Linked DNA regions of Triticum aestivum: region 2 is linked to region 1. Evidence: chromatin contacts called from public Hi-C data. All regions are on one chromosome and are shown on one strand. The core of a region is the stretch at or near the end of the contact, and the rest is flanking DNA. Distances in the headings are between cores, read along the strand shown.

The links. Hi-C and Micro-C count contacts between places; a contact is called where the count stands out from the background.
Region 2: a Hi-C map of leaf shows a contact between it and region 1, with 4 times the contacts expected there. The contact joins the promoter of LOC123077763 here to the promoter of LOC101664699 in region 1. A contact is called at or near these places in 2 of 5 Hi-C or Micro-C datasets (both in leaf).

Annotation. Positions count from the first base shown.
Region 1 is chr3D:114,889,743-114,892,274 of IWGSC CS RefSeq v2.1, forward strand. It overlaps LOC101664699 (gibberellin 2-beta-dioxygenase 3), which reads left to right and starts at 1,266. Exons shown (of 3, transcript XM_044500087.1): 1 at 1,266-1,817. The coding sequence starts at 1,372.
Region 2 is chr3D:115,218,454-115,220,985 of IWGSC CS RefSeq v2.1, forward strand. It overlaps LOC123077763 (serine-rich adhesin for platelets), which reads left to right and starts at 1,269. Exons shown (of 10, transcript XM_044500089.1): 1 at 1,269-1,505.

The DNA of each region.
Region 1 (2,532 bases), core at 16-2,515:
GGCGGCAGGCAGCAGCAGCCGTCGCGGCGGGGAGCAGCGTCGGCGGCGGGTAGCAGCAGCCATGAGCAGCACATAGCGGCATGGAGAAGCGGCGGGGAGCAGCGGCGCCGGCGGCGGGAAGCAGCGGCGGCGATGGGGGAGCAGCTCGAAGCTTCCCGCCATGGCGACGGGTTACGGGAGCGAGAAAGAGCACAGGGACCCAATTGCTTTTTTACAAAACTTACATGGACTGTTTTGCATTTTTTAGGACCGACATGTGGGCTCCACATGTCATAACGGTCAACTAACGGTCCAATATAACAGTGACCTGACGAGTGGACCCCCTTTGTCATAAACGTGATTAAAACTTAACGCTTCAGGAACTAGGGTTTTTTGGAACAGCCCACCACTTTTGTGGTAGATTTTTAAATTTTTTAAAAAGTAATAGTTTTTCAAAACGAAAGCCTGTAATGTGGTAGTTTTTTGCTATATACTCTGGGTTTGCAAGTGATAAATATAGGCATACATCACACATTATCTGCATCCATCTCTTGCACCTGGCGAGGATTTTTTTAGCATGGACAGCTCAGCGGGGCTCCCCGTTCATGCAGTCCATTTCTATTTCTGAAGAAGGAAATGAACCCGGACTTATTATCCTGGTGGTCCTCTAAGCAAGTGCTGCAAAACTATCCTTTTCTATTCTACGGAGTACATTGTACCACCACGCCACGGCAATTCACGAAATTATTGGTCCATGTACTATTATGTCCAGTGTTTTTAAGGCCCGTAGGTATCTTGCCTGGCTACACAAGAGCATTTTCCCAATGTTGGCAAAAAGACCCGTATACGTCGTCCACATGGAGTTAACTTGCAAGCAATACTGGCGAAAGGCCTTTGATTGTCAAAAGATGACCGAGGTTGAAAATGACCTTGATCTCTTGGCCATCGTTCTGAAGGCTCTGACCGAGCTAAGTTTTCTGGAAGTGTAAGTGTCATCACTGACGTAGATAGCACACATTCCGCCTACGTACAGAAGTACTCAAACGGTGGGGATTAACCCGGCACGACGGATACCACGATCTAATGCCGCGATGAGCAAAACGGCAACCCATGGCGGTGCCAAGCACCGATCCATGCCATTGGCGCTCGATCTAACGGCCCATATCAACGCACTATAGCGTCACAGGTGCACAGCACGGCAGAGCGCGCGGAATATTCAGAGGCTGTACTTGTACCAACCTTCCGGCGGGCCGGTGCGCCTATAAATAGAGGGCAACGAGCTCGGCTCGTATCACTCAACTCGAAAAGCTCTCGCGCTTGCTCGATCAAGCCTTCTCTTGCCCTGCTTTCTCCTCTGTTTCCTCGAGAACAAGGAAGAAGAAAAAGCCGACCATGGTGGTCCTTGCCAAGGGCGAGCTGGAGCAGATAGCGCTGCCGGCGGCCCAGCCGCCGCTGGCCCACGTGCGGGAGGTCGACCTGTCCGCCGCCCCGGGGCCCGGCCGCGCGGCCGCGGCGCGCGCGCTGGTGTCCGCGTGCGAGGAGCAGGGCTTCTTCAAGGTGACCGGCCACGGGGTGCCGCCGGAGCTCGTGCGCGCCGCGGAGGCGGCCGCGGCGGAGTTCTTCGCGCTGCCGCAGGCCGAGAAGGAGGCCGCCGCTGGCCGGCCGCTCGGGTACGACAGCAAGCGCATCGGCGTCTCCGGCGACCTCGGGTGGATCGAGTACCTCATGCTGGGCGTCACCCCCGCCGGCGCGCTGCCCGCCGCCTCCTTCGCGTCCTGGACATTGCCGTGCGCAGGCGCCGCCGTCGCGTCGCTGTCCGAGCCCCCCTGCCCCTTACGGTGAGTTCGTTCGCTCGCCACCCATGCACGCTGGACATTTTACATTCGCCCTCCGCGTCTGCACCGGCACCCCCTCCCTCCGCTGACAAACACATGCACATGCACACATGCCACGCCACGTTTTTCTTCCCGCCCTCTCGTGATCTGCTCAGCTCAAAATGCCTGCTCGAACAGTCCAATCACTGTCAGTTGGAGAGCATTACCTGAACTCCTAAAGTGTACTACCAAAAGTGAATCTTAGCCAGCAACACCAGTCAATTTAGCCATGTCTCTCAAAGTCTGAAGAAACGTCAATGACATTAACACGAAGCTGTAGGATTTTTTTATCGTCGAATGGTTTTAGAGTTCCTGAAATTCCTGAAAAGCAAATTTGAAAATACAAGATGGAGGATTTCCGTGGATAAGACTGGCCTTTCGTGGCCGCGTGGAGCTTCACTATTTATCGCGGCCGACGTACGGAGGCGGCGAATCTTTAACGTTTGACTCACGTGCGGCGGCGACGTAACGGTCGGCCCGTTGTTTTCGATCACTCTCTACTTGCCGTGCTGCTCCGTTCGCACGTGTCGGCGTCGCCGTGCACCCGTGTCGACGCGCCGCCCGTCAAGCTACGTACGTACGATGCCTTTCTGCCGCTCCGGTGACGTGCTGCCGTTTACACTCCACACTGCCGCGCCCCATCCCTATCCGCATCTCCTTTTGACATCATTAATCAGAG
Region 2 (2,532 bases), core at 19-2,518, 330 kb after region 1:
TCTGTTCATTACTCTCTATGTGTTATTTTGCCAGCATATTCCATGTGCTGACCCGTTTCGGGCTGCAACGTTTCATGTTGCAGACTTTTCAGACGACGCGTAAGGTGCCTTAGGTCGTGGTCTTATACTCAGTGATGCCGTTGGAGTTGATGGACTCACTTATCTTCCAAGTTTTCCGCTGTTATCGTATTTAGATGGCCTTAAGCCATATTTATCATACTTATTTCTCTTTTGAGATACTCGTTGTAATAAGTGTGTGATTGATACTCTGTTATAAATCCTCCATTTGTACTGTGCGTGTCAACGTTACTGATATAGGGATGACACTGGTGCACAGCAGCACAGACTGTTTGAGGTCTGGTCGCTACAGCGCCACCCCGACACTGCAACCATCGGAGCTCATTTACGCCCATACTCGAACCGGAGAACGCACAGTGCTGTAGAATCAATCAAGCATTCAAACCACACGAAGAACAGGAGCAGCCACAGGTGGCTCATCCAACAAACGCATGCGGCTCCAAGAAGTGCCCGGTGAATCTCGGGTGCGGTCCCGTGCTCCGGCACCCAAAGTACTCCAGTTTCTCTGCCCCCCTGCAGATGGGCCCACACGAACCCAGTCCCCCGGTCCCAGCCCGCGGGCGGGGCCACGTCCAAGGGGGTATTCGGTATCACGGGTCGCACCACGAACTCGTCTTCCCGATAGTCACTTTCCCCACCCACTACGCTTCGCAGTATCCCCCAGCCATCAATTCTCAAAACAAACAAAAAAGAAAGAATCCCACAGCCTTCAATGAAGCGGCCAACGATCCCAGAATTCCCGGCCACCACCCTCGCCCCGCCGCCTCCCCGACGGGTGGGCCACGCATATCCTCGCGCAGGCTTTTCCAGCGGGGTATACTACCAAGCGCCGGTGCGGAAAGTTTACTCCTCCGCCCGGTGGATATACGAGCGCGCCCCGGAAAGACGACAAGGCACCTCTGCGGGGGAGCGGCCACGCGTGCGTACCAATGGGGGCTCGCAGGCTGACACGTGGGCCCGGCCATGTGGGGCGATGGCGTTATGGGAATGGGCATCGCCCAAGCGTACGGCCGCGTCAGGGTCAGGGATGAGGGAGCAAGAAAGCCCTGACCGGCCGCGTCAGCCACGTTGGACGTGGCGAGCGACGGTGACTGGCCCCTGCGTATGGGGCGGCCCCACGTGTCGGCGTGACGCGTCCCGGCGCGTATCTTGCGCTTCGGGTAGGCCTACGTTCACTAATTAAGGACTCCGCTGCTATCTGGACGGACGGGGGAGAGAAAAAAATAAGACTCGGTCCCCTTCCAGACTTCCCCAGCAGCATCCCCCACCCCCTTTCCCACAGAGAAAAAAACAAGCCAAAGCTCTTCGTCTTTCAGGCGCAGCAGAGAGGGGAGCAGAGGGAGGCGAAGGTACAGAGCGGCAGACGACGAAGGTGGGAAGGAAGGGCCTGCGACCGACGCGGCCCCGCGTCTCCGATCATCCCCGCCGTGAGTGCTCCAGCCGCTCCCCATCTCCGATCGCGACCCCCGCTCGCTCGATGCTTCAGTTCGTCTGGCTAGGGCTTGGGCCAGTCGCAATGTGGGGGTTTTCGGCGCCGGGTTTTCGGGTTGATTTGGCGCTCTATTTCGGCCTATTTGGTCGCTTCCGAGCGCCGGGGGTTAGTGTTTCCAAGCGCGTCCGATGGGGAATTTCCTAGGGCTTTGGGTTTGGGGAAGGTTTTGGTCCGAATGTTGTGGGATTTTTCGGCGATTTTGTTTAGGTTGACCGGTAGCAGCGCTGGATTGGAGCGGCGGCGGCGGGTTTCCGATCGCGACGAAATGTGGCATGTTTTAATCGGCGGTTTTGGGCGGTTGTCAGTCTGACCATTTGGGGGTACTGTCGGGGCTCGCCTCTAGTCGAAAAACTGCTGCGGGTTTACCTGGTGTCAAGTTAATCCTACATGGATTTACTGTGTCCGTAGTTTGATTTCTCCCAGAAATTTTTCTTCAACCTCTTGCAGTTTTAGCGTCCTGGTGTTGGGGTTTTAGGGGTGTAATCAATGATGAGTCCGTGCAATCCCCTTTGACCCTAGGGTTTTCGTACGGAATGATGGCGACTTTGCTTAATCTCATGTTTAGATGGGTCCTCCCTCCTTTAATTTTCGAACCTGACTATGTGGTTAAGAGGCTATTAGACTCTAAGATTCTGATTTAGGTGTGATTTTTCTGCATGCACCTTGGGGAGTGTGGGATTTGCATTTGGACCCACAATTTGTTGTGGTTAGATTAGCTTGTTGATGTGATTATCAGCAGGCTTCTCGGTAATGCGGCAGTCAGGAAACCGGATGGACCGTAGAGGGAATGTGAAGTAATTTGCAAGCTCTTGGTCGAATTCTCATTGCCAACACATGCGGTGCATGCTTGGTTTCAAGATGTATGATGATTATGTAGCTTGATTCACCTTAATTTTGGGCCTCAGGAGTTTAGAAATCACAGCATGAGTGTGTGCCGTGTGCCACTCTTGACAATTCTTTTA